Regions from separate parts of the Mus musculus genome. Here all the other regions are linked to region 2. A link is a contact called in public promoter capture Hi-C data. All regions are on one chromosome and are shown on one strand. Each heading gives the region's core, a stretch centred on a gene start, on an enhancer-like site or on the middle of the called end of the contact. The rest is flanking DNA. Distances are from core to core; before and after follow the strand shown. Region 1 holds the start of Dclre1a (DNA cross-link repair 1A). Region 2 holds the start of Pdzd8 (PDZ domain containing 8). Region 3 holds the start of Casp7 (caspase 7).

What was found. Promoter capture Hi-C pulls out the DNA fragments that hold promoters and counts their contacts.
Region 1: a promoter capture Hi-C map of pre-B cells shows a contact between it and region 2, with 3 times the contacts expected there. The contact joins the promoter of Dclre1a here to the promoter of Pdzd8 in region 2. A contact is called at or near these places in 2 of 39 promoter capture datasets (erythroid cells and pre-B cells).
Region 3: a contact with region 2 is called in a promoter capture Hi-C map of liver, with 3 times the contacts expected there. The contact joins the promoter of Casp7 here to the promoter of Pdzd8 in region 2. A contact is called at or near these places in 3 of 39 promoter capture datasets (HPC-7-derived erythroid cells, liver and pre-B cells).

What each region holds. Positions count from the first base shown.
Region 1 is chr19:56,546,692-56,549,391 of GRCm38.p6, reverse strand. Dclre1a (DNA cross-link repair 1A) reads left to right here and starts at 1,270. Exons shown (of 10, transcript NM_001360437.1): 1 at 1,270-1,418; 2 at 1,689-2,700. The coding sequence starts at 2,242. It overlaps Nhlrc2 (NHL repeat containing 2), which reads right to left and starts at 1,131. Exons shown (of 11, transcript NM_025811.3): 1 at 532-1,131. The coding sequence starts at 709.
Region 2 is chr19:59,344,411-59,347,110 of GRCm38.p6, reverse strand. It overlaps Pdzd8 (PDZ domain containing 8), which reads left to right and starts at 1,331. Exons shown (of 5, transcript NM_001033222.3): 1 at 1,331-2,392. The coding sequence starts at 1,524.
Region 3 is chr19:56,395,773-56,398,472 of GRCm38.p6, reverse strand. Casp7 (caspase 7) reads right to left here and starts at 1,344. Exons shown (of 7, transcript NM_007611.2): 1 at 1,156-1,344.

The DNA.
Region 1 (2,700 bases), core at 21-2,520, 2.8 Mb after region 2:
GTTCCCACTACTAGGATTCAAACCTGAGTACTAAGCTAAAATTGATTCCAGATTTTAAAGATCAATAGGTTCACCACTTTGAACGTGGAAACGCGGTTGGACTAGAAAACCATCAGATGCTATGCCTGTAGAATGTAGTCCAACTCTAGTGGTTATTAGACGGGCAGGTTTCCTAGCCTTCCCTGTGCCTCAGTTTCCTTAACTGTAAAACAAGACTAGTAAGAGGGTCTCGGTGGGTTGTACCAGGTAAGTAGGAGCTCTCAAGTGCTTCAAACCGTCTGTGGCACATTAAAAAGTGATCAATATACACCCATGGAGCCTTGAGGCTACTGACGTCAGGTCACGCAGGATTCCAGACAGAGATGCAAACACTGGTCCCCGCCCAGCAGAACCCCCTCCGTGTGTCGCTGCTCCCCTGGAGCACCTCGGGGGCTGTGGGAGGACCGCAGGGCACCGATCTGCTGGCGGGAGGGAGCCACCGAGGAAGGGGAGGACCCGGGAGCGGCCCCCACCCCGACGCCAGCCCCTCACCTTCCGGAAACTCGGGCACCGCTAGGTCCTGCTCCCAGCCGTCCACCTTCTGCAGATACTGGTAGACCAACTCATCCTTCTCTTGCTGGGTGACGGCGTCCAGCAGGGCGTACTCGAGCGAGGTCTGCGCGGGCAGCAGGCCCGAGAGGCTCGCGCCGCGCGCTCCGGGAGCCGCCATGTTGCGCGAGCTCCCGAGGGCTCCGGGGCCGAGGGCGCGGGTCGGACCAGCGTGCGCCGCCCTCTTGACTCAGAGCGGGGCCTGGCCAGCCCGGCCCTGCGCCACACACGCTTCCGCCTCCAATAAGCCTTCCTCCGGACGCCAAAGTCCAAAGGGCCGTGCTTCCCTGGCGCGTAATTAAACTCCAGAGTTGCCCACCCCGCCCCTTCCAGGTTCCGGGCCGCCGCGAAGCCTGGACGTTCAGAGCGCCAGATTCGACACGGGGAAGGCTGCTAGGGTCGCGCTCCAGAGGAGCTGGGAACCCATTGCCTTTGAAGCCCGGCAGGGAATTCCAAGACAAATAAAATTCAAATAACCATGTACACGTTTAAAAGAGCCGACTTAAGAAAAGCCTGCCCATTTGTGTGTCCCACTCTTAAACTGAGATCAGCCGATTCGGCACGGCAGTGACAGTGGGACAGCGTTCCCGCCAAGAAAGACTCGAAAGGTAAAGAAGGTAAAGCAACCCTCGGAGGAGACTCTTTTTTTTTTTTTTTTTTTTTTTTTTTTTTTTTTTAATGTAGGCAGTGAGGCCGGTGGTTTTGTGTTGACAACAACAAAAGTGTCCTGTGACTCTGGGTGTGCTGAAAGTGCGGGCGCGAATGGAATGTCCCGCGAGCTGGCGCAGAGAGGAGGCAGCTGCAGCGGGGTCCCCCTGCTGCCAGGCCAGGTGTGCCCACGAGGGACTACCGGGAGGAACGGGGCGAGCTGCACAAGGGCTCATTGGGATGTTGGCATTATTTAACCTGGGAATAATGTAGGGCTCCTTCATTGATCTTCCCCCCACCCCAGATCCAAAGGCAAAGAGCGGGAGCCTGTAGGAATTTTCTGGTACCTGACCTCTCTGGAGGTCTGCAGAAGTGGCTGATTGATTTCAGGGCAGACAGCCCCTATGGTGTGGAGTACAGTCTCACATGTTTGAACTTTGTTCACTGTGCAGGGTTTGATCCTAGGATGGAGGAAGAAATGGACTGACCCAGGAAGCTGAAACTGGTTGGACCCATGAGTCACGAATAAGGGCAGCTGTCGGTTGTAACCAACACCTCTTTGATTATGGTCTAGTCTATGGACTAGTCTCACACTAAGTAGACTAGGGACTGTGACTGGACTTGTAAATGGACACTTGTCCACATGAACGAGAGCCAGAATAGCTTTCTAACCATTATATGGAGACTGTTTTCAGTTAAAGTCATTGAGCCTGGTACTTACCGTCAGTGCTTGACATTCAAGACATTCTTGATTCTTATTTTTATAAATCAAGTTCTGAGAAGTTAAAAAAAAACCTGAATGAAATAGTGTCACAATGTAAAGAAAACCGTATAGATGTTACCCTGTAGTGAGTTCTCTTAATTTTATTATGGTATAAAATGGAACAGCAGGTGTTCACAGGTACTAAGTGGGTTGTGTGCCAATATCACCAAAGCTTTCAGTTCCAACCAAGTTAGTTGGCTTTTGGCTACTTTTTTTTTCCTATTAAAAACTTGTTACAAGAAATGGACTCTGAATTCACCAAAGACTGGTGCTGTACTCACAAAAATCATTTGGCCATGTTAGAAGACACGTTTTGGGAAGAAGAAATCTGGGAATATAAATCTAAAAGAAAGCCCAAACCCGTACATCCAAATAATTGTTCTGAAAATATTTCAGAATCTGTTGAAAAATCAACAGATGGAAAACACCAGTCAAAAGGAAATGAAAAAAGGACTTCAGAAAATCCAGGCAAGACGAAGGACCACAAAGTGTGCCTTGCAGAAACAGACAGTCAGATTTCTGCAGGTTCCAGTCAGAGTTCGAGCTGTAGAGATGAGAGTCAGCAGTCTCAAAACAAAGAGACAACACCGAAAAAGCAACATAGAACTCGCAGAGGGAAGCAAGTGACCCCGAAGGTGCGCCCTGTTTATGATGGATACTGCCCAAGCTGCCAGATGCCCTTCTCCTCATTGCTGGGTCAG
Region 2 (2,700 bases), core at 82-2,581:
GTTGTGTCGGTGAGGACAGATAAAAACTGTGATGTAACAACTGAGTAGTCAGAAAGCACCAGAGGAAACACCGTTGCCAGGGAACACAAAGGCTTCTGGCTCTATTGGTACCCTCTGCAAAATCTTCCACTTTTCCCAGTCTCTGCATCTCCAACTCTCCTTTATGGAGCAACTGGGACCTGATCCCTGATCGGCTTTTTAAATTTTTATTATTTTTTATTTTCAAAACCAAAAAGCTAAGCTGAGCGGTGGCGGCATACGCCTTTAATCTCAGCACTTGGGAGGCAGAGGCAGGTGGATTTCTGAGTTCGAGGCCAGCATGGTCTACACAGTGAATTCCAGGACAGCCAGGGCTACACAGAGAAACCCTGTCTCGAAAAACAAACAAACAAACAACCCCCCCCCCCAAAAAAAACCTCCAGCATCCTCCGTGTTATTATGCCAAGTAGAAACCAAGGACTTAGGATCCCACGATGTGACCCCTAAGCAATTTCTTTACTATGCCACGGGTACCACGGGTTATTCTGTGAAATTGGTAGGCACTAAAAGTAATGGCCTGAGGGATGGACTCCGGATAATGCCCTCAGAGAGGAAAGAAGGGAGGAGGGGGGCGTGAACAATCTGAATGGAGTCGCTAAGACACCTTCCAATATGCTGGCAAATTCACTCAGCTCACCCACTCCTCCCAGACCTCAAATAAACTTCTTTCTCACTTAAATTGAAATCCCCAAGGTAGGAAAGTTAGTCCCCTTCTCGCGGTTCCGCTTGGTCCCTTCTCGGGGCCCATTCTCTGCGGATGCAGGTCTGCCGGTCTGTGCGGGCTAGCGATGGCAATCCCTGATGCAGTCTGTCCTCTGGCCGGCTCGGGCAGTGTCCCAACCGCCTGTGCTCAGGCTCTCTGCGGCGCTGCCCTGCAGGGGAGGCAGCAACACACTGAGGGATGCTGGGCGGTCGCCACAGAGGTATCCGGCAGGACCCACGGCCGCCGCGGGGGATGGGCGCGGAATAACGGACGGCCGCGCCGGGCCCCGTCAGCCCGACTTATCCAGGTCTCCTTCCGTTATCTCGCGCCCTCCGGAGACGACGGACGCACGGATCGCCGCGCCGCCGGCGGCAGGAATGCAGGGGCGTGGGGGGAGCGGCGCTGGAAGCGCGCCGAGAGGTGGGAAAGGACCCGCGTCCAAGCGCGCCGGGGCGCCCGGCGCCGGGGGCGCGCACGCTCTGACGTCACGCGCCGCTCGCCCAATGAGCGCAGGCTCTGTGGGGAGGCGCCGTTCCCGCCCTCGCCCGCCGCCGGTCCGCCGCTCGGGCCGCCCCCGGGGGAGCGTCTGAGGAGGCGCGGGGCCGCGGCGGGCTAAGGCGCCGCCAGGCAGCGTCGGACTGCGGACGCTCGGTTCGGGCCCAGGGAGCCGCTCATCCGCGACCGATGTCCTCAAGATGGAGGCGGCGGGGGCGACGGCGTGAGGAGGAGGGCGGCGCGGAGAGCGCGGGAGCAGGCCGAGGGTTGCGGCGGGGGCGGCGGGATGGGGCTGCTGCTCCTGATCCTGGCGTCGGCCGTGCTGGGCTCGTTCCTCACGCTGCTCGCACAGTTCCTGCTACTCTACCGCAGACAGCCCGAGCCGCGGGCGGACGAAGCGGCCCGCGCGGGCGACGGCTTCCGCTACCTTAAGCCGGTGCCGGGCCTGCCCCTCAGGGAGTACCTTTATGGCGGCGGCGCCGAGGAGCTCGCTGCTTGCTCCTCCGAGGCCGGCGCCAGCTCGACCCCGACCCCCGACAGCCCGGCCCCGCCGACGCTGGAGACCTGCTACTTCCTCAACGCCACCATCCTGTTCCTGTTCCGGGAGCTGCGGGACACCGCGCTCGCCCGCCGCTGGGTCACCAAGAAGATCAAGGTGGAGTTCGAGGAGCTGCTGCAGACCAAGACGGCCGGCCGCCTGCTGGAGGGGCTGAGTCTGCGCGACGTGTTCCTGGGCGACACGGTGCCCTTCATCAAGACCATCCGGCTGGTGCGGCCCGTGGTGGCCTCGGGCACCGGCGAGCCCGACGACCCCGACGGGGACGCGCTGCCCGCCACCTGCCCGGAGGAGCTGGCCTTTGAAGCGGAGGTGGAGTACAACGGCGGTTTCCACCTGGCCATCGACGTGGACCTGGTGTTTGGCAAGTCCGCCTACCTGTTCGTGAAGCTGTCTCGCGTGGTGGGGAGGCTGCGCTTCGTCCTCACCCGCGTGCCCTTCACCCACTGGTTCTTCTCCTTCGTGGAGGACCCGCTGATTGACTTCGAGGTGCGCTCCCAGTTCGAGGGGCGGCCCATGCCCCAGCTCACCTCCATCATCGTCAACCAGCTCAAGAAGATCATCAAGCGCAAGCACACCCTGCCCAGTTACAAGATCAGGTGAGAGGAGGGTCAGGGGAGCCGAGGCTACCCGGGGGAGGTTAGCCAGGGAAGGGCCAAGGCAGATTCCCAGCACGACCCTGGCCTGCAGTTTGCTTCCACCTGGACTGAGGCCCCCAAGCAAAGAAAGGCGGGTAGTGGGCACTTCCCGTGCTGCCAAGGCAGCACAGGGAGCTGGAGGCCTGAGCGCCTTGTCCCTGGCCAGTCAGTGAGTGCCTCTCCTGGGTCTGTTGAGACACACTTGTGTGTGGTTGTTGCAACCGGAAGGCAGCGGCTGTGTCTGCCTTTGCAGCATCTCCTGCACCACG
Region 3 (2,700 bases), core at 95-2,594, 2.9 Mb after region 2:
GGGCCCAGCCCACTGTAGTGGTACCATCCACAGGCTGTGTACTAATGGTAGCTGAGTGAGTAATCAGATTTCCTGCCTCCAGGCTCCTGCCTCGACTTCCCTCAATGACAGACTGTGACCTGAAGTCGTCAAATGAAATAAAGCCTTTCCTCTCTATGGTCATGGTGTTTATCCCAGCAAGAGAAAGCAGGCTAAGCAAGTTGATTGAGGTGGGTCTTCCTGAGGAAACAGGCTGCCTGCTTCCCAAACACAGCAACATTGAACAGGCTCACCTCCTGCCCAAATGCATACTTCCTTAAGTGAAAAAGTCCCGAGGCTGCCACCCAACCCATCAGTGTCACCTGAGGTTCACACCATGAGGGAACTAGAGACTTTGCCCATGTCCTATAGGAGGTTGCAGAGTGGCAGATTGTAATGCTAGGCTTTAACAATATGGACAGGGGTGTAAGGTTACGCTGGCCAAAATCTGAAGGAAGAAACAGCTTGTCAACAGAAAACCAGGGCCTTATCAGTTATCTCAGCTCAAGAGAAAGGCCTGTGAACTGCTTACAAACACCGCCTGTGCCTACTAATAAACTTACTTCCCCATAAACCCGAAAGGCCAAGGAGTAAAGGTGAGGTGTCGCCTGGAGCTCATACTGACAAGTGTCGCTTGCCAGTTTTTCACCAGTCTTAAGTCACTGTAAGAGTCTAAGAGTCCCGATGCAAGGGTCCCCAGACAAGAAAGAGTGTTTCAAGCACACTTCGCCTAGGTTAAAGACCTATGCACCTAACTCCCTCTTTCCCTGAGCACAAGCCACCAGAACCGCCCAAGATTCCCATTAAATGGACCCGGCAGCGCCTAAGTTCCCGGTCTGACAAGGTAGTCCTTGCGGGTTCAAACAACCACATCTACTGCCCTACACCCGCTCTTTCTTCCCTGTTACATCCGGAATGGCACCGGATGTCGTGAGACCCTGGTCCAGAAGACCAAGGGACCGCCGTGCCGAGCAAAGCGGGCGATGGCCAGGCATGTTGGAGAGCCTTCCGCGCCACAGCGCCCTGCAAGCAAGTTCTGCGAGCCTGCGGGAGGGAGGGGGACTCTGGGCGGGGACGCGCGGGAGGAAGGAGCTCGCGGAAGAGGGGAGGGAAAGCCGCGATGGCGGCCCAAGTTACCGTTCCCACGGCGGCGGCCAGGAGCCCACGGCAGCGTCCGTCCTCCGCAAGGGTCGAGGGCAGCTTTGGGAAAACTGAAAGCAAAAGTCCCAGAGGCGGAGGGGGAGGAGCGGGCGGGCCGGACGGGGCTGTGCCTGCAGCCCGGGAAAGCTGGGGGCGAGCGGGAACGCGCGCTACGGAGCCCGCCGCGGGAGAAGCTCGCGCGGGAAGCTCGCGCGGGAAGCCCTCGCCGCCCACGTGCTGCGTCCCCCCCTCTGCGACGTTTGGGCGACCCCTGCGGCTGCAGGAACTGGGCAGATAGAGCGCTCCCTACAGAACTGGCGGGCTCTGCAAAACTGCCAGCCAGAAAAGTGACCGTGACCCCGGGCTACCTGCTGCAAATCTGTTAAGTTCTCTGAAAATATGACTGCGCGCTTGGTCCAGACCTCTGCGAAGTTGGCAAGCGTCACCGGCACGGGAGGAGAGCGGCCCTGCAAATTGGGGCTATCCCTGTCCCCTCCTCTATGCCACATATGCAAATTTCCCCGCGCTCACCAGAGAGGAGTACTAAGAGACTCTAAAACTGTAAACGTCAAAAGTTCCACTGAGAACGCATTCTACAAAACTGTCTACCCAGCAGATGGACCCAAAATTCTGACTTGCTCTCCGCGATGGGGCACCTGTCTCGTTCTGTTTTTGTTTTTTACCTTTTTCCTAACACAAGCTGCTTCTCGACCAGATACTGTGCACCACCAGTCGCTTTAGTCTGATGTCTTCCCAGACGTTGTTGGGGAGGGGGGCGAACTTTGTCTTAAACACGTTTATACCTCCCAAACCCAGCTTGCACGGATATTGCGCCAAAATCATCATCCATGTGTGCTACCTCCCGTGTCAGGCACTAGGTTTGAGGAAGCAGACAGTGAGCTAACATGGGTTCCTGTTCATGTCATCTTCGACACAGACAGACAGACAGACAGATCTGGGCTTCCATCTGTAGACGCTTCCAATTCCTCCCCTCCACCTAGAGTTCTCAGAACAGCTCATTCACTCACACTGAAGCAAGCTATGTGAGAGAACTTTGTGAAAACGCCAGAGATACTCGATTCTCAGACCTACAGGTCTCCGGAGCCATCAAGGCTATTTTATTTGCTAGCATGGTTTTTCTTGAACCCCAGAGTTTTAGCACTAACTCTAGAATCTCAGCCAGTATGGGCACTTTCAATTCTTAATATGCCTGCCCTCCTTCTTATTTAATAATGCTAGTGTCCCTGAACTGTGGAGGCAAATGTTGGGGTAAGCCATGGCTCACGCTATGGTGATTTGCTTTTTAAAACTGACAGTCCTTTGAAAAATGAAGAAATCCTATCTCCACTATAATTTATCTTTGTGTAAACCATGACTTTTTCCAGGGTAGTCCTAAAACGTGGAACATTTAACAACCAATCTCTACTTATTTGGTGGTGAGGAATGTGAGAAGCTGCCCACCTGACAGCACCAGGGTCCTGTTGCCTGGACAGTGATGTTCTATCCACAAGAAGGTTTGCCTGTGCTGTGGCATGCGTGGCG